Linked DNA regions of Columba livia: region 1 is linked to region 2. The links are chromatin contacts, called in public Hi-C maps. All regions are on one chromosome and are shown on one strand. Each heading gives the region's core, a stretch centred on a gene start, on an enhancer-like site or on the middle of the called end of the contact. The rest is flanking DNA. Distances are from core to core; before and after follow the strand shown. Region 1 holds the start of CDC123 (cell division cycle 123). Region 2 holds the start of OPTN (optineurin).

Region 1 (4,489 bases), core at 937-3,436, 390 kb before region 2:
TCCATTGATCACACTAATCCTTCTACATCAACTTGCAAGTATCAGTGTATCTTTCTCAAACCCAGATTACCACAATTGTACCCTAAATTCCACAAGCAGGTACAGTAATGGTTTGTACAGCAATAATAATACTTCACTGGATCAGTTACAAACATATACTAGAACCTCAGCTTATGGCAGAGGCTCTTTTCAAGACAGCTCACTCTCCTCTGCAGTGCAGAGATTCAAGGGTGGCTTGTGATTTAAAATGAGAAAAGAAATTATACAGCCTCAGTGGTTTGAATTATCACTGACATCTCAAAGAGCTGAAAACTAAAACCAGTAAGACTCATCTACATCAGTTTCTGTAGTTTTGATCTCCTCCACAGGTGGGTGCAATAACTCCATGTATAAGTGACACTTTTAAAAGTTCCACCAAAAAAGTATTTTTTTTTCCAAATTCTGTTGACTGCACAGAAGTGGGAATTTCTGCTGTTAGAAAGAAATACCATTTGGTTAAATGAAGGCTGCAATTCTGTTATTTCACATTAGTCATACTGTCAAAGGTGGCAACACCTTTCACTCATAAACAAAATCAGCTGCAACTGAACATTAAACTGAACACTGCCACGTCAGGCTTCAGAACTGACCTTGTCTCACAGCTCTCAGACAGGAAGGTTCTTCTCTCTCATAAAACTACCACTACATCATTTTAGTTAAAAATGCAACACAGCTCGCACAGCAGCCTGGCTGACTTACGATTACATTAATATACATTTCTAGCAGTTATCCATGCAATTTAATGAATACGTCAAAGCGCCCACATTTATCAGCCTCCTTAGCAAAAATCAACAGCACTATACTGAGCTATAAATGATAGAAAAACAAAGTTTGTCCCACTTCTGCCTTCTCTGATGACTTTTTATGACTAGTGTTCCAGGCTATTGCTAGCACTCCATGCTACTCATGCAATTTCTTTCATGTGGGGGTCAAACTCACACCTGAAAAGGGCATCCCATTTATAAAAAGCATAACTTTATTCCAATTGCTTATTCCCTTGTTGAGTGGTTTCCTTCCAAGGCAACATCCAACATTTCTACGGTTTCCAAATTACCCTCTCGGGAGTTAAAATCTCAAGCCAACTGAGGCCTGTGAACCAGCTTAGAGAGCAGCCAAGCTAATAGTGCTTTACATGAACCTATCCAAGTCATGATAGGTGGATTTTGAAAAGGTATATTCTTGATGCAAACTACGGATCCCAGCTGACGGCAACCAGATTTAATGGGAGCTCAGCAGTGGTGTCCTAAGGCAAGCTCGAGATAAAATGTAATACAGAGTTTCTTATAAAGAACGTGCAAAACTGGCACAATTTTACCAACAGCATACTAAAGTACACAAGCTGAAGATCAACATCACTAAAAGCTCCCGAGTCACTCTAAACTCGTTACCATCAGTCAGTGCGCTTGCATTTCAACAGTAAGATTCTAGCAATGCAATCAGTTAATTAGCAGAAGTTGATGGGAGAAAGGGAGAAGGAAGAAACAAGGAAAAAACATTTCATTTTTGTCACAGTATTTAGCAGGAATTTGCTCAAAACCAAATAAAATATGGAAAAATAACTGGCCCTCGCCGTGCAGAACAAACAACAACAAAGACGATCTGGCAGAAGCAGAAGCGGGTTAGTGGCATCTCCGTATTGTTATTAATAATATCAACCTTCCAGACAAGTGATGTGTGAGAGGCCTTGAGGAGACAGCCCGAACCCGCAGATACGAGGAAAGGACCAGATGGGAACGACTCGGTTCTCCACACAGGTGCCACTCGGGCAGAACCTTAAAAGGAATATATTGTTGTTATTGTGTGACTGTCTGCAAAATGAAATGAATCCCAGGCCTGCTCGGAGAAAGAGAGGCAGCTCCGTTACACCGCTGAGGAAAACTGACACGAGCACACGCAAAGGGAGGAAACAAAACCTGCTGGGCGGGAAACACCCGCCGCTCCCCTCAGGGCACCGCGCTCCCCCGCGAACCGCCCGCCCGGGCCGCGCACACGTACGGGGCCGGCACAGCGAGCCCAGCCGCTGAGGGGAGCGGTACCGGGAGCGATGAGGTCGGGGCGGCCGGGAGCGGAGGTGGCGGTGACTGAGGTTACGTGAGGTAAGGCGGGGCGGGGCCGCTCTACGCCCGCCGAGGCGGGGCCGGGTGCGCCGGCCATGGCGGGCCGGGCGGCGGCGGGAGCCGCGGGAAAGGTTCCGGGCGGAGCGGGAGCTTCCGGGAGCAGCGCGGAGAAACGGGCCGGACCGAGCGGGGAAGATGAAGAAGGAGCAGGTGGTGCACTGCCAGTTCTCCGTGTGGTACCCGCTGTTCCGGGCCGTCACCATCCGCAGGTGAGGGGAGCGCTGTGGGGCTGGGGCAGGCCCGGCCCTGGCGCTGTGGGGCTGGACTGGAGGCTGGGCCGGGAGGAGCGGGTGTGTGGGCGAAGGCAGGGAGGAGTGTGAGCCAGCGTGTGCCGAGGTGGCTAAAAAGGCCAACAGCATCCTGGCCTGTGTCAGAAATAGTGTGGCCAGCAGGACTAGAGGAGCGATTGTGCCACTGTACTGGGCACTGCAGAGGCCGCACTTTGAATACTGTAATCAATTTTGGGCCCCTCGTCATAAGAAGGACATTGAAATACTAGAGAGAGTGCAGCAGAGGCAACGAAGCTGGGGAAGGGTCTGGAGCACAAGTGTGATGGGAGCGGCTGAGGGACCTGGGGGGTTCAGCTGGAGAACAGGAGCTGAGGCGAGGACCCTCAGTTCCAGAAGGACAGGGATCTGGAGAGAGTCCAGCACAGGGCAACAAAGATGCTGAAGGGAGTGGAGCATCTCCTGTGTGAGGAAAGGCTGAGGGAGCTGGGGCTCTGGAGCTGGAGAAGAGGAGACTGAGGGGTGACCTCATTAATGTTTATAAATATATAAAGGGTAAGTGTCAGGAGGATGGAGCCAGGCTCTTCTTGGTGACAAACAATGATAGGACAAGGGGTAATGGGTACAAACTGGAACACAAGAGGTTCCACTTAAATTTGAGAAGAAACTTCTTCTCAGTGAGGGTGACAGGCACTGGAACAGGCTGCCCAGGGAGGTTGTGGAGTCTCCTTCTCTGTAGACATCCAAAATCCACCTGGACACCTTCCTGTGTAACCTCATCTGGGTGTTCCTGCTCCAGCAGGGGGATTGGACTGGATGAGCTTTCGAGGTCTAAATGCACCCAAATCAGGTGGCTGACTTGGTGTTTCTGTGTATTTCTGGAAGCTGTAGCAAATTCGGCAGTTTCTAAGGTGCTGCTGCAGGTCACAAGGTGGTTATGAGAGCTACCAGCAACTCAGCAAAGTCAAGCTCAAGTTTGTTGCCCGGTTGGATCAAAAAGTGCTGATATCGGTCTTTTAGTGATCAGACCATTTCACAGAATCACAGAATGTCCTGAGTTGGAAGGGACCCACAAGGATCATCGAGTCCAACTCCTGTCCCTGCACAGGACAAGCCCACAGTTCACACCATGTGTCTGAGGGTGTTGTCCAGTCTCTTCTTGAACACTGTCAGGCTTGGGGCCGTGACACCTCCCTGGGGAGCCTGTTCCAGTGTCCAGCACCCTCTGGGTGAAGAACCTTTTCCATTTAATATTTCATGGATTTTAGTGTTTAGTGCGTGCATATTTTTGGTAAGTTTAGTGATAGTCTTGCGTTTTTGGAGTGTTTGGGTGGTATAGGCAAATTTTGGTTTGGATCTCAAGAGGGGAAATGTTTAGTTTGAGCAACATGATGTCTCCTCACTGGTCATGCACCCTGTTTCTTTGAATTTCTTAGAGCTTTCAAGGAATGGGGCATTATTTTGCATTTCGTCTAAAATTTTTGTCTCTTTCTCTTCTACTTCCCTAGAGGGAAAATGGGCATTGCTTTTTGGGAAGGGATGAGAAGGGAGAAAGAGGAATGTTTTTTTTCATAGTTTTAGATACTAAAATATACCTTTATTGAGTTATATCCTATTAAAAAGCAAGTTATTTTTATTCAGCTCTTGTTATTATTTAAATAAGTAATATTAATAATAAATCATTAAAGATTTTTTTATGTTTCTTCCAGCGTTATACTTCCCCTGCCAGATAATGTGAAAGAATATTTGCTGGATGATGGAACACTTGTGGTTTCTGGAAGGTAAAGAGTATTTTCCCCCCTCCCTCCAAGAATTAGTGCTATTTTATATTTGGAGCACTATTTTGTATAAACATATTATGTTTCCTATAGCTGTGTTTTTAAAATTTGACCAGACTGGCTGCAATAAATCTCATTCTGTGTGAGCATGTGAATGGGCTGACTGTTGCTGTTAGTGAAACTTGACTTGCTGGTGTCTGATGCAGATCCTAAAATCCAATTAGTATGCTTGATTCTAGACCAAATAGGGGCAGTTCTTTCATTTTTTTCTCCTTTTTCGTTGCGGACTCTACTGGTCTCTCGGGTTTCAGTGCACAGCCTGCTGATT
Region 2 (4,142 bases), core at 1,314-3,813:
CTTACCTCGAAATATTTACCATCTGTGCAGTACAGCAAAGATAGATGACTTACTCATAACTCAGCCCAGCAGTTGAGACCACTTGACGGAGAGTTAGAACAGAAGTTTCCTTCCTTCGCAGAGTCAACACGCTCCACTCCTGCATGTTACCTATGACCTGCAGAATGGACAAAACAAATTCATCACATGAGACTGTGGTGAAAAAAAAAAAAGATCTGAATAAAATAAATGGGCTCAAACAATTGTTTGCTCTGATGTATTCCCACAATGCTGATCTGCAACACGAGTTTTGTGCAAACACTTTAATGTTCCTTAGACAGAAGTAATTTTTCCTTTTATGTAAAAAACTTATCTCATTTTTCATTCTTCACGAGGCCTCTTTGGTTATTTCTTTCCCTCCCATAACTAAAAGAACTTTGATTTTGCTTTGGCTTTCAAAAAGCAAAATGTTTCATTCCAATGAGAATCAGATACATCACTTCTGATTCCAAGCAACCCACTTCTATTTTACAACTGCAAGCAAGGACGGTGCTTGCATTTGGATTTCTTCAAAGAATTGCAAGATACATAGATCTTATTGGCAGTGAAGCACACATCAAAATGCTAAACTGCTCCCCTAAACCTTAGACATTTGCTAATTAAGATCCGTTCCCAAAAATGAACTCTGGGTACTACAAACAGATCTGGGATTACTGTGAGAAAAAAATAGCAATCTGGAGTGTAATAAAACAGCAAATGCTTCTTTAAATTCCTCTGACAAATGAAAAAAGTTGTTCTTTCTTTGCTGCACACGCAGCAAGGCCCTGCAGTTTGCAAGAACTTAGCTCAGAGCTCAAATAAAAAGCCACGACAAGCTGCTCGTATTTCTGTCCCTCATTCTCACAGAAGCTACTTTTATTGCTGCTCTAGCTCCTGTACACTTCTGTGTAACGTACCAGCCATGGATGCAGGGATGGAAGACAACAGTAATTCAGAGATCACACTCCCTCAAGCAGAGAAAATGTCAGTGTACCTACAAGGTGCTGGGTTCCCTTTGTCAGCAGTGTAAGCAGAAAGCACATGGATAACCCTGCTATCAGACCTGTTCTTTACCACGCAGGGGGTCCTAAGTGTCTGCTGGTTTTATTTCTAGGGAGATTTGTAACCTGCACCCTCAATTTGGATGTTGAAGCTCCTCAGCTGTAAAAGGATTGCTCCCTGTCAGCATCCACCACCTGTCCTCTGTCACACTGGGGAGCTCCTGGCTGCAGTGCTTGGAGGGCAGCTGGGGAGACCATCCACAGAAGGGCATGACTTCACCTTACAGCTGACAGTTCACAGCTCCTAGAAGATATCAAAGCAGCATTTTCAAACCAAAAGGGCTTATTTTCAAGCTATGTGTGTTTTGTGGGTTTTTTTTGTTGTTTTTTTTTTTATAAAAGAGTGATATTTTACACATAGAAAGCTGACATTTTAGCTAAAATGGCATTTTTTCCCATTGAAAACAAAGGAACAAAAATATCATAGCTGGCCCTATTACCAAAGAACAGGCACTGTGGGGTAATTCCCACCCATCATTCTGCTCAGGACAGTCATTCGGATGAACTGCCCCAACTAACTCCGTCCATGGGAATCACACATTTAAGGCCTTCCCAGCTCAGACACTGCATCCAGCTCATTTAACAGCCCTTATGGGTGACACCCCCATAGCGTGGCAAATCCCATCCCAATTAATCTGATCGCGTGGCAATAATCACTAAAACATCATTACGCCCTGTGCAAAAGGTGCTCCCTTTCGTTTGCCTCACACTCACTGTCTGATCTCATCTTTTAGGCCTTGTGCAAAAAGAAGCCTTTCCTAATCATACAAGAGTTTGGGTTGGAAGGGACTTTCAAAGCTCATCCAGTGCCACCCCGCCATGAGCAGGGACATCTTCACCCATATCGGGTTGCTCAAAGCCCCGTCCAGCCTGGCCTGGGATGTCCCCAGGGACGGTTCATCCACCACCTCTCTGGGCAACCTGGGACAGCGTTTCACCACCCTCAGGGTAAAACATTTCTTCCTTTTGTCTAGGCTGAATCTGCCTTCCTCTAGTCAAAAACCATCATCCCTTGTCCTGCCATAACAGGCCCCACTAAAAAGTCTGTCCCCATTTTTCTTATTGGCCTATTTTAAGTACAGAAAGGCCACAATAAGGTCTCCCTGGAGCCTTCTCTTCTCCAGCTGAACACCCCAACTCTCTCAGCCTGTCCTCCCAGCAGAGCTGTTCCAGCCTCGGATCATTGCCGTGGCTCCTCCGGCCTCTCTCCAACAGGTCCACACAACCATCCCTCTTGGTGCTGCTCTCTGCTCCACCATATGCTCCAGTCACTCCTTCTTCTCAAATTTGAATGAAACATTTTGCTTCTTGAAAGCCAAACGGATCCAGTGCAGATCCATCGTTTCCCCCTGACAGGCCCTGTGCTCCCCACACGACCTTGCTTCATCTTGGGGGATTTTACTTCAGTTCCCGCTCGGCTGGCCGGCCGGGGCGGGAAGCGGGGGGAGCGTGAGGGAAGGCGGGCGCTGTGTGCCCGGGAGACGGCGAGGGCAGCGGAAGCACAACCAGCACCGGGAGCCCCGCAACCCGGGCTGGCGGTGGGCGGGAAGGCCGGAGCTCGGGAAGTCCCCGCGGAGGAGGAGGAGGCGGGGCCGGGCAGTCAGCTGAGCCGGGCCGCCGCCGCTGCCATGGGCGCTCCGTGAGGGGGGTGAGCGGGGAGCGGCGGTGGCTGCCCCTGAAGGGAGCCTGGCGCGGGGGAACGGCGGGCGGGGGCCGCTTTCGCTGCCGGGGGCCGTGGGCGGGTTCGCCCGCTGACTCGGCGACTTCAGGCTGGGCCTGCGCCGGGGAAGGGCGAGCGGGAAACGCCGGTTTGCGGCGCCCGGAGGCCGCCCCCGGGAAGGGGGTGGTGATGGCGTGGGACGGGGCGGCCGTGACTGGGCAGAGGCGGGTGTCTCAGCCGGTACCGCGCCAGGGTGCCGGTTCTGTGGTGGAGAAGAAAAAAAAAGGGACAAGAAAGCGAAAATGAAAGTTAAAAGTGCGCGGAAATGTGATCTCGGCGTGAAACGCAGCGTCAGGGGGGCGAGCGGGGCCTGTCCGGGCCGGGCGGTGTCCAAGGGCGAGAGCTGCCGAGCACTGTCAGGCAGCGGACGCCCAGGGCTGGTGAGGGAAAAACGGGAGAGTGGGTGAGACAGGGGCGGTGGTTGTTTCATCCCCAGAGAAAGGGGCTCCCCAGGAAGGGTTGGTTAGCCCGAGAGACATCTCTGTTTCATGCAGTCCTGTCAGGGGTTAATGGGATATGGAGACTTAGAACACCCTGATGTAGCAGGGTCAGAGGGGTGGTTGTGTGTTATGATAAGACGCGCGGCTTGCTTGTCTGAATAAAACGAGGGTATGATTATGCTTTCTTTATAAACACTGGGCAAGAAATTGAGACTTTTCCTTTTGCAAACCGTGTAGTAGACACCTCAGAGATGTCCTACAAGTTGAAGAGCCGTCCTGCTGAAAATGGAGAGCGTCCCAGGAGCAGAATGGAAAACAGAACAGACAGCATGGCTGCCCCCACCCTTAGTACCTACACCCCAGAAGAGATGGTACAACAGATGAAAGAACTGATCACTGAGAACAATGAGCTAAAAGGTGAACGTGCATGTGAACTGATCTTGAAATGCAAAAGCCCCAGGCTGCTTCTGTGGAATTTTTTTTTGTCCTATGAGTATTCAGTCCTCATTTGCCATTGCTGGATAACATTTTGTACCAGGGTAGCATTTGCTGTATAAGTCACTCTGCAAGTGGCAAGGCCAGTTTGACAGAGTACATCGAACTGAATCAATATGGAAGATTGGTGGGAGAACAGCCCAATTTATAGGTGACTTATTTGCTCCAGAATTACACATACGAGTAGTATAGCGCTGCATATTTTAGCAGATAAGGTGAAAAATCTCGTAGTATGATATGCTTTTTGCTCATCAACCTCTAAGAGCTTTTTTGCTTTATATTTTGGGACTGGTGGGCAGCTCCGCTACAGACAAAGTTTTGCCGTAGCTGCATCAGGAGGTGTGGGTACCGCAGTGCCCAGAACAGTTTGGGTTGGGGTGCTGTCTGAAAGGGGCTGTGGAGGGGAAT

The links. Hi-C and Micro-C count contacts between places; a contact is called where the count stands out from the background.
Region 1: a Hi-C map of liver shows a contact between it and region 2, with 3 times the contacts expected there. The contact joins the promoter of CDC123 here to the promoter of OPTN in region 2. A contact is called at or near these places in 2 of 2 Hi-C or Micro-C datasets (crop and liver).

Annotation. Positions count from the first base shown.
Region 1 is chr1:204,930,849-204,935,337 of bColLiv1.pat.W.v2, reverse strand. It overlaps CDC123 (cell division cycle 123), which reads left to right and starts at 2,186. Exons shown (of 12, transcript XM_065050183.1): 1 at 2,186-2,365; 2 at 4,093-4,164. The coding sequence starts at 2,292. NUDT5 (nudix hydrolase 5) reads right to left here and starts at 2,212. Exons shown (of 11, transcript XM_065050181.1): 1 at 2,076-2,212; 2 at 1,696-1,811.
Region 2 is chr1:204,540,730-204,544,871 of bColLiv1.pat.W.v2, reverse strand. It overlaps OPTN (optineurin), which reads left to right and starts at 2,563. Exons shown (of 14, transcript XM_065049279.1): 1 at 2,563-2,727; 2 at 3,477-3,656. The coding sequence starts at 3,491. LOC110364575 (a long non-coding RNA gene) reads right to left here and starts at 2,591. Exons shown (of 3, transcript XR_002423448.2): 1 at 2,457-2,591; 2 at 54-157.